Regions from separate parts of the Danio rerio genome. Here region 1 is linked to region 2. Evidence: chromatin contacts called from public Hi-C data. All regions are on one chromosome and are shown on one strand. The core of a region is the stretch at or near the end of the contact, and the rest is flanking DNA. Distances in the headings are between cores, read along the strand shown. Region 1 holds the start of sema6d (semaphorin 6D). Region 2 has its middle 140 kb from the start of dmxl2.

Region 1 (5,539 bases), core at 852-3,351, 430 kb before region 2:
GGACATAACAATGTAACCAAAAGCTCAGCACAAACATGTAGCATTAGCCTTTGTTGTTTAGCGTATGCATTTGTTCCCCATTATGTTTACATTTGTGAACTACTATATTAAAATAAAGCGGGGTGAGGGTATAAGACATGTTTATAAATTTTATTCCATGGACATGAAACAGATGTACTAAATTTAAACTTAAGTTTTTAATCCATGAAAAAAGTAAAGACAATGAAGGAACGCCGTTTAAATGGGCTAATCTGTTACATTTATTTTAAGTCGTGTTTTGCCGTTAACATTTGCCTTAGCTTTTTTTTGCATCAGCACGAGAAAAACAAGACATTTGATTGTGCTTGTGCATTTTCACTCACTAGTTCATTCATTCTTTTGACGGCTGCCACTCAACGTAACGCCTAATTTATTTCGCTTCATTTGCTACATGTGTTTATGAACGCGCATCACGGCTGTCACTCAACAGTTACGGATTCAGTAAAGAAGAACAGAAAAAAAACATCTTCAAACAATACTCTCTCAGATCGGAACCGGACCCGAAATCCGTCTCAGAAGGAGCATGTGAATCAAAGTGTTCACGCTGGAGCCGAGCTGTGACGAATCTCTTGAGTTGCAGTAAATGCATAAAGACAACAGAGGAGTGTTGGGTCGGTAATGGCTTCTGCTGGGAAATTGATTGTGTTAATGCATGACCGTGGGCTCCAACAACAGCAGCGCAACTCCCTCCCTTCACGTTGGACCATAATACAGGCAGCAGAAATATTGTTGTTTAAAAGTTATCAGTTTGAATGAGATCACATAACTCCCAGGCAAAGGTTAGATGAATTTAAGGCACTAAATCTTCCTTGTATATTATAATGCGAACTTCGATCCCTCATCATTACGGGACAGTGGGAGTCTAAAGTGCATCTGTTTCATCCAATGTCAGAAATTAACTGGGACCGATTTTGAGGGGCATTCATGGATACAATGTTCTAGCATACATGTGCTGTCAATTTAAACAAAAACATTCCAATAACACTATTAAAATAGAAAGCGGTGTACAATATTCTTTAAATATATGTAGCCTATCATGAATTGTTTTATTTAAATTTAAAATGTTTTGTAAGCTTATTGCCTATTTGTAATAGTCGGGGAATTTTCCTTTTTCTTTCTTATTTTTTTCAGTCTCAGCGTAATATCTGCCCTATTTTGTTACTTTATATTTTTGTTTCTATTATAATAATTTGGAAAAAACAACAATACAAAAGGAATATATAATTCCCAGAAATAACCCTCTGTATCAACAGGATGTGACAGTAATGCACTGCCTTTTTTCATTAATAATGCTAAAAGCAATACTACTTTCCTCCAGACGTTTGGTCTAATTAAAAAAAAAAAAAAAAAACTAACAAAATAAAACAAGAAAAAAGTTGTAATCAAGATTATAGTCAACTCAAAGTGACAACAAAGTGTAAAAGGGAAAGCAGAAATCCTACCTGAATGTTCTCCAAATGTAGACTACAAAACACTCCCCGGTTATATTCCAAAGTGATTCACGGTATTAAATCCAGTGTAGATAGACAGCATGTGTGCAGCTCGGTCCATAAAACCAGAAGATCCCCATGTGTTTGTTTTATCCGAAGCACGCAAAACAATTCCCAGAGCCCGAAGGGCTCGTCCAGCTCGTCCTCGGGATAAAGCTTTGTGATCTTCAAAAGCTCACCGATCAAATAGCACCAAGACCCTCCCTCTCCTGTAGTACCATCCCCCCGTCATTCACCAAACCAAACCAATACAACCCAAACCAAATAAAAACCAACTAAGTAATTACCTCAAGAGATCTACTCTTCAGAATGAAGAACTTTACGCGCGTGCGCCTCTCCACTTATAAACAATCCGTATTTGTGTAAACGGGTGAATAAAAATAGCTCCAGTTCTATTTTTGCGCAGCACCTAGAGTACTTCTGATGTTTTGGAAATCTTTTCCCTGTCGCTTCTTCTCGTTTCCCCCATTTTCTCAACCTCACGCGCTCGCAACGTCACATTTTATCTACAAAATTAACTCACCTCATCTGAATCCGTGATTTTCTTTACGCGATTTGGATCGCAACAACTCTGAGTCAAGCTTGAAGTGTCTCTGTCCGTTCTGAGCGGGGAAAAACAAACTAATGCACGGCAAATGGTGTAACTCGATCCATCCCGAGTCCATCCATCAGCAGAGCCAACCACAGCCTAGCCTAGAAACTGATCCCTCCCCGTTCCCTCTCTCTATCCCTCTCCCTCTCTTTTTTCTCTCTGCTCCCTCTATCCACTCCAGCGCTAGTAGATGTGGTTTTTGGCTTCTTTCCCTTGCTCGGCTGTTTTCTTTTTTTCTCCTGCCAAAGTGCGAGACCTTTATTGTCTGTATGTGTGTACATATTTATGTATATGAAGATATGTATAGAATATTTATTAATGCTTTTGCAATGTAAACACTTTTTAACACACCAATAAAACATTCAGAGTCTGTAGTGTGTGTGTAAGTGAGAGGCCCTCACATCTTGGTGACCCTGAGGGGCCCCCCTCTCTTCCCAATCCCTTCCCCCAGCAGTAAGCTGCTTGTTAAATCTTTTCCACAGAACTGTTTTGGGAAGGGAGGACAGCGAACCACACTCCTTGGAACTGCTCTTTGGAAGGAAATCTTGACTTTCAGCTTGAGGCAAAAAAAGGAAGGAGCGAACAGAATTTCTTTTGACACTGCGCTCCCATGCATTTTCACCGTCAACCTTTCAGAGACATTTTCAATAATGAAAGACACATACTGAAAACATTCGGTTATAAGCTGCACATCAAATGCAGCTGCGATCAAAGTTTTCTCAGCTTATTGTTGGCATATGCATGTCTCCTCAGATAAAACCCCAGCTTGTGGTATATGTGGTATTAATACATTTTGGAGTTGTTTGTTGATCAATTAAATATTAACACAAGCTGCTGTGTGAATTAGTTACACATTCACTGTTCGCTTTATTGTGTACGAGTGTGAACATTAACAAGTCCAAGCTGATAGTGAACACAAAGAACGTGGCAGATTGTTAAAGGATTTGGCAGCTGTGCAGAGACACTGCAGTCAACAGCATTTAGTATTGCGGTTCTTATAAGTGCATAAATGTTGTGAAAATGCACACAAGCATTTAAAAGTCAATATTATCTCTGCTCTCGGCAGTCTGTAGCTCTCTCTCTGCTGCAATTGGAGTAGATATAACGATTAGAACATTAAATGCATGTATAACTGTGGTGGTCCGGCTCAAAATGCTAATGCATCCTGCAGGTAAATGGACAGACAGAAATTGGATGCACAGGTAACAGTTTGAGGATTTGTTCCACTGACCTAGATGGGTTTAATAAATTCACCAGCAAGTCATGACAGAGAAATAGAGAGCATAAAATAAATTGAAAAGTGAACATTGTACCTTTTAAGATCTCCCAAAGGGCTTTTTATTGTTCAAAGGTTGCACCTTCAGAGCTCCTTTTAATAATTGAAATCTCAGGCCCCGTTTACACTAATGCGTTTTAGTTTGAAAACGCATAAGTTTTGCTACGGTTACGCCATCCGTCCACACTACGCCGGAGTTCTCGAGCGCCGAAAACGGAGCGTTTCGAAAACGCTGGAGAGGCCATTTTCATTCTGAAACGCAGCTGCTCCGTCTCAGTGTGGATGATGGAAAACGGAGACATTTGAAAACGGAGGCGGGGCTGCAGACATTCGCCTCTCTGATTGGGGCTTTTCCTGAATATTAAGTAGCCTAACACGCACAGTTCAGTCCTGCATCTTCTCCGTGTAAGTTAAAACTTCGCAAGTTTGATCATGGCTGCAGTCTCTTCTTCTCAGTTTGATATGGAAAACAGACTATATCGAGGACACGGGTAAATCTTCAAAGGGAACAGTGTACTTTATAACTTCATTCACATCACCCTGGCTACGTTGTTTTACTTTCTCAACAATAAAATGTAAACATGATATAAGGAACTGCCTATTTTCATTTTAATATTAACAACTAAACAGACAGCAAAAATGTTGAGGCGCCGTGCTGCAAATATGAGCGTCATCTTCACTGTGTGCATATTTATAACAAAACGGAGCCTACAACAACTGCCTCCTTTCAATTTCAGTGAAAATACGAAACACACCCTCTCTTTGCTGAATATCAGTTTTAATCGATAATGGCCATTATATAAGTATAACATACAATAAGTTTATACATTATAGGAAATAAAGGCAAGCGATCAGTCAATATACAGAATGTACGTGCTTACATTAATCATTAACTTATCTTTGCGCTTAGCCAAAACACGTTACCTGAGAACAAGTAATAGATTCCAATGTCCAATGAATATGTCGTTAAATAAAGACAACAAGATGAAAGAAATATTCCGTTTAATAAATATAGTGAGGTTAGATCCAGCGGGAGATGCTTGATGAGAAGTCCGACTAGCACAGCTCTCATCTGGGTAGATTGGCTACAGCGCTTGCCTGAGAGTGTGTGTGTGGTCACGTGATGTGCGTTTTCAGCGTTTTGGTGTGGACGGAGAGCAGTTCAGAAACGCTGGGTGAAACGCGAGTGTGGACGCGGATCGTTTTCATTCTAAAACGCCGTTTTAAAACTAAACCGCACTAGTGTAAACGGGGCCTCAGTTATGTTTTTTCAGAATGTTTGTTTTTTTCCAGACTTTTTTAAATTGTCTTTTGAGGAATAAAGAGAAACTATTAGGTAAGTTGTTTGTTGTTTACAACATCCAATAGTATCAGCCAGTGGTAGAAATTGTACTGAAAAATCATACTCAAGTAAAGGTATCATTACGTGTCTAACAATGTAGTATGAGTAAAAGTATCTGTTGTAAATATTACTCAAAGTATGAGTAAAGAGTAGACCTTTCTAAAGTACTCAAGAGTAGTGAGTATTATTTTGTAAAAAGCTAATGCATTTACATGTAATTTGTGGATGTGTGTAAAAGTAACATTCTGTAGTGAATTTAGTTATTGCCCAGCAGGCACACAACGTCATAAGACAACTAAGGTAGATTTAAGTTGTGATGTCAGGTGACCAAAATTCAATGTCTAGTTAGTGTCTAAGGACAATGTTATGTTGATGTCCAATGAAGACGTGAAATGATGTCGATATTTGGTTGATTTTAGGTCGTGTTAGAAAGTGATCAAAATTCAAAATCAGGCCAACATCTTAAACCAACATCATATTGACGTTGAATACTGATTTATTCGTAAGGTATGGCAACCAAAATCCAGCGTCTGATAGATGTCATAGTGGTAACGTCCACGTCAGGCTGTAAAGTCAATAGACATTAATATTTGGTTGATTTTAGGTTGGACTTTAGACATTTACGTCGAGCTGATGTTGAGTTCTGATGTCAACCCGATTATCATTTTCAAACATAATGCAACGTCCCCACGACATTGGGGTACAACTTCAATCTGACGTCATGTTGACATCTTGTGCCTGCTGGGTGTTTAAGGCCATTTCGGTCATCATATAATAAACATCTGTGATATTCTCATTAG
Region 2 (5,817 bases), core at 1,634-4,133:
TTTTAAACTATTCAGTTTACAAAAATAATAATGTATGTGTGTACATGGCCTGACTGTGATGGCTGAATCAACTGTTTGATTGGATTGATGACACGAGCTAGATTCACTGGTCATATGTGCTAAAGTACAATGAGGGCATTTGCTGGTTACAGGCATAAACTAAAAATAACACTATAGTTTACAACATAGTTATTATTATACCTTTCTCTGCGGAGTTTGCATTTGTCTGGTTTGCTTCGGTTTTCCCCACAGACCAAGGACATAGTCCAAGGGCGATATAGGTTAACTAGATAAACGAAATTGACCATAATGTGTGAAAGGGAAAGTGTAAGGGTATTTTCCAGCACTGGGTGATCACAAGTGGGCTGGATTTCATCAGGAAGGGCATCTTCTGGTAAAACATGTATCTTGTCCAAATGATGTGTGTATAGTGAATAATTTCATGACTTTTCAGGAAAATTCTTACTTCAGCTGAGTTGACAAGACTATCCACATCACATACAGTGGGCTATGTATGGGTTTTAAAGTGTCAGCAAAGGAACTATTATTAATAGTTTGAAAGGAATTGAATTGATAGGAATTCTAATCTCTCATGCAATAAATAAAATCTACATTCAAATATTTATACTTTGGGTCTATCAGCAAAAATGCAGCTGTAATAAATAGAAACATGAACCATATTTTAATATTTTGATAAAAAACTAAATACATTTTTTTTCTTTTTTTTTGTCATTTAGCACATCAAAACAGTTGAAAAACATTACTGCATTCTGTATTTTTTATTTATTTATTTTTTCCTGAAATTGATTCTCAATGTGGGTTGCAGCTGCAGGCGTCTGTTATGACATTGTGCCGGTAGACGGATCTGAATGTTTATGTTTGTGATGATTTTTTACCCTTTTACCTAAACATAAACATAAAGCAGTGCAGCCCACACAGTGATTAAATCTAGCACCAGGCCCTCAGGTGAACATAATTAAAGGCAATTCAGTCAAGCGTGACAGCATGTTTGCCAGGGGAGGTTTCATTCAAAGGGCACGAAAACAACAGCTCAAAACAAGACACTAAAAGGATGTTTGTATTATATTATGGTTATTAATGTACTGCATCAGTCCGCCTCAATAATATCTATAAATTAAACAATATGATAAAGCTTCATGCTGTTTGACCTTATACCCCAAACCTATTTCCAGTGAAATCTGTATTTATCATACCCCAACTACACTGTAAAAAATGCAGAGTTCCACACAATTCATTTATGTTGTCCCAACACAAATTGATTAAGTTAACGTAACACCTTTAACAAATTTATGTGGACAGTACCTAAAAAAAATAAGTTGTCCCAATGAAATCTCAAGAATTGTGTAGCTTCAGCTCATTTTAAATGAAGTAGTTTGAACGAGTAAAACAAGATATATGACTTTCATACAATTGAGAGCAAAACTATTAGCCCTTCTAATCCCAAGTTTTTTTTTCCTAAGTCAAGAAAAAACCTAACAACAACTAGATAAATTTGTTTAATTAGGCAAATCATTTGACAACAGCGGTTTGTTGTGTAGCTAAGTGAGAAAAAAATTATACTGCACAGTGACCAAACAGATTGTGAATAAATGTTTCACATTGTCCACAGCCCAATATATTTTTGCTGGTATTGGTGACCAAAGGTTTGGCTGTAGCAGTCAATATACCTGCCTGCTATAGCCAAACCTTTGCAAAAATATTTGGCTGTGGACAATGTAATACATGTATTTTTCTCTAATGAGTCACTGTCTTCACTGTCTTTCCTACATCCTGAAAGTTATGGTGTGGACAAGCCCCAAGGAAGTGTACCACCCAGATTGGCGCATGCCCAGAGTGAATCATGGGTGTGAATCAGTGAGGTTTGGGCTACAATATCATGGCGTTCCTTAGGCCCAGCACTTGTGCTAGATTGACACGCCGGCACTACCAAGGACTACTGAACCATTGTAGAGGACTATGTGCACACAATGGTTCAAACGTTGTATTCTGAAGGTGGTGTTGGGTATGATAATGTATCAATACAGAATTCAAGACTGGTAACAGAGTGTTTGATAAACATGAAAGTGAAATTAAATGTATTCCTTGGCCTGCACAGTCACCTGATCCTAATAGTATTGAGAAAAAAAAAATGTATATATATATATATATATATATATATATATATATATATATATATATATATATATATATATATATATATATATATATTTACCATAGCTATTTTTAAACTTTTAAAAATGTCCCAGACAAACAAAACAAATTATAAGAAGACTTTTTCCAGAAGAAAAATATAATAGGAAATTCTTTTGTCCTTCTTTTTCATATTAAACATTACTTGGAAAATATCTAAAAGGAAGGTGTATACTTTTGTCTTTGTACATAGTTTGGTAAATATTTATTTATTTATTTGTTTGTTTGTTTGTTTGTTTGTTTATTTGTTTGTTTAAAATCAAACCATGATGCACTGCAAACAATTCCTAAAGTGAGTTTTCCATGGGACTGCTGTTGGATAGCTGTCAAGATGATAAATACATTTTTCTCCAGACGCTTTCAGATGGAACATTTCCCTAGCGCCGATCAGGGAATGTCAGTGTCTGCAAGACGCTGTGTCCTCCAGCTGGAGGGTGGAATTCAGCCTCTTCCCTGCTGGATTTGACATCGCATTTCCCTGGCACAGAAATAAAGTAGAATAATTGTGTAAAGTAAGAGCCTGGTCTGATGGGCAGGTCTAATGTTTTCTGTCTGCATCAGCATTGAACTGGCTCTTGACTCCTCTCAAAGACACATTTGTTAGGGTCACCTCAGCAAAACCTCACTCAGACGCAGAAGGAACATTTCCCAACGTTTCCAAATGTTTTTTACCGCTCATGCACATTATGTTCAGCTCATTTAACTGGAATAGGAGGATAGCGCAGCCTGAAAGGAGAGGATTCATGCTCTGCTGAACAAAGTTCCCTTAAAAGAATATATTAATAGCAACACTTTATTTTCCTTTTAATCTGGGTAGAGAAAGCCGGGTAAGAGGGAGTTTAATGTGACATCATACAACTATTTAAACAAACACAACTGATTTATATTTTTTGTACTTGGGTGGCAACATTTTGACTACTTTTAGTAAAAAAAAAAACCCTTCTTATTCACAACCCAGTCACCGAATTCTATTTAGCCAGGAGCAAAATGTGAGTCAAGTCACTGTCATTCTCTTCAATTCAAACACGCCTCCTTTTTACGTAAATTAGGCATAATGTGGACTATTCACCAAGCTTCATTAGTGCAATTAACATCACAGAGAAGGATAATTCATTAAAAGGGTTGTGCGTGCCTGTGTGTTTGTGTGGCGGCAGTTCATCAAATCATCATCCAATGATCCAAAGAATAAAAAATGTTATGACCAATTTCAGTCTTTTAATTTTTTTTTTTTTTTTTTTTTTTCCCTTTGTGCATTGTAAAGCTAAATGATTCACAAAACAAATCAGGCCTGTGTGTTGATTTCTATTATGTAGCTTGCTGTGCATTTCATACGAGTTTCTATGTGCAATATCCATTAAATGCCACTAAAAAATCTGTTCAGCTGAAATAAATGAATGTGAGTCTGAAAAGTCTTTATTAAAAGTGCCGTTATATTGTCACATCATATCAGAAAATGAATTCAGGTAGGCAAAAAGTACCAACATGGCTACTTTCACAATCAATTATGTTATATAGAAATTACATAATGGTATTGCAATTAATCAAAATCAAGAAAGTATTCGATTTCAGAACACATTCTTTTATTAAATGACAAAAAAAAAAGGATGTAAATAAAACTTAAGCAAGATCACAAACAAACAGTGACAACCATGATTTCCATCTTATGTACCTTTACGCTAGGGGTCAAACAACAAAAATAAGTTCAAGAACCTTGGTGTGATTCTGGAGTCATGTCAAAACAGTAACTAAATCAGCATACTCATTCATTCATTCATTTTCTTTTAGGCTTAGTCTCTATTAATCTGGGGTCACCACAGCGGAATGAACCGCCAACTTATCCAGCATATGTTTTACTCAGCGTATGCCCTTCCACTCGCAACTCATCACTGGAAAAAAATCTGCATACTATCATCTCAAAAACATTGCAAGAATCTTTTGTTTCCAGTGAGGACTTGAGAGAAACTTGTTAATGGTTTATCACCAGTAGGGTGGATTACTGACTCCTCACTGGCGTTCCCAAAAAGACATCCAGACAGTTGCAGCTCATCCAGAATGTTTCTGACTCAAACTAAAAAATCAGAGCACATCACACCTGTCCTCAGGTCTTTGCACTGGCTCCCAGTTACATTCAGAATAGCTTTTAAAGTAGTATTACTTGTCTATAAATCACTAAATGACATAGGGCCTAAATTCATTACAGTTATGCTCACTGAATACAAACCAAACAGATCACTCAGATTATTAGGATCAAGTAAATTAGAAATTCCAATTCATTCAAAGCAGGGTGAATCCACCTTCAGCTACTACGCCCCCACAGCTGGAATCAGTCAATCGGTGCTTTTAAAAACACCATTGGTTGGGTTTAGGGAAGGAGGAGGGTGGGTCAGTAGATCAGTCAGTCATTCAGTCAGTCACTTGACAGCGGCCTCGAGTGAATTTATGTGAGAAGAGAAGGTGCGAATGGTACTCGCGAGAGAAATTTGAGATCTCAAGAAGCGTACACAGAGCCTCTGGTGGATTCACGAAAACAAAAACTGCAAAATACGTAGCTCCTGGGACATGTTTTGCACTCTCCAGAAATGTATTTAGGGCTACGTTTTCAGAATGAGCTTGGCTAGATTTTTCACAACACAGGCTCATTCTGAAAACGTAGCCCCATGGACATTTCTGGAGACCGCGAATTACCAGCTGACTGCTAACCTCCATGTGGAGGGCTTTCCCGCTCAACTAATTTGTCCATTTAGCTCATCGTGTACATTGGTGAACTTGAGATGCAGAAAGGAATTGACCACAACGACGACGGGGTTCAAGTTTGGGAAAGAGCAGTTCCAGAAATCAGGTAAGACAAAAACAAGGAAATAAAATTAATAAATGAACTACTGAAAAACAGGGTGAGAATGTGGTAAAATCTGAAAACGTGGTAAAAATCAGACGAGGGCTTTTCTTTTTTTGGACGGCTTTTTTAAATCATTGGTTGGGTTTAGGGAAGTAAATGGGCGGGTCAATCGATAAAATTGGTTGGATTTAGGGAAGGAGGAGGGTGGGTTAGTTGATTGGTCGGTTGGCCAGTCAATCATTCAGTCAGCCAACAGCAGCCTCTGGTGTGTTTACGCATGCATGAATGGCACTCGCGAGAGAAATTTGAGATCTCAAAAAGTGTACACAGCGGCCTCTCGTGGATTCGCAAAAACAAAAACTGCAAAAATACATACCTCCCGGGACGTATTTAGCAGTCTTCAGAAATGTCCATAGAACTACGTTTTTAGAATGAGCCTGGGTTGATTTTTTAAGGTAAGTGGTTGCAAATGATTGTTATAGGCTGAATTAAAAATAAATACATTTAGTGACGTGTTTGTTTAAATCCAGGCAGTTTAAATTGTTTGCAATCACTTACCTTAAGAAAAAAATGATTATTTTTTATTTCAGTGTATGTTTAGGTACGTTTCTGTCACTTTGCCAAGCGGTAGGCAGAGGCAAACATTTCTTATGAGCTGGGCTGTTTTAAATACTCCATGCAGACGGTCAATTAAAAACCCATAAAAGCTGCATGCATAATAGTTATAAAAGTGATCAAAATGCTGTTTAAAAAGTTTGGGATGGAATACA

What was found. Hi-C and Micro-C count contacts between places; a contact is called where the count stands out from the background.
Region 1: a contact with region 2 is called in a Hi-C map of an unstated tissue, with 3 times the contacts expected there. The contact joins the promoter of sema6d here to the enhancer-like site in region 2. A contact is called at or near these places in 1 of 18 Hi-C or Micro-C datasets (an unstated tissue) and 1 of 4 datasets of contacts at active chromatin or transcription factors (embryo).

Annotation. Positions count from the first base shown.
Region 1 is chr18:43,283,124-43,288,662 of GRCz12tu, reverse strand. It overlaps sema6d (semaphorin 6D), which reads right to left and starts at 2,101. Exons shown (of 18, transcript NM_001017682.2): 1 at 2,053-2,101.
Region 2 is chr18:42,857,942-42,863,758 of GRCz12tu, reverse strand. No RefSeq gene overlaps it. Among named protein-coding and RNA genes, the nearest start is that of dmxl2, 140 kb to the right of the region's middle. Within about 2 kb of position 2,883, at least 5 of the 62 cell types and tissues checked have an H3K27ac peak or open chromatin away from gene starts, as enhancers often do.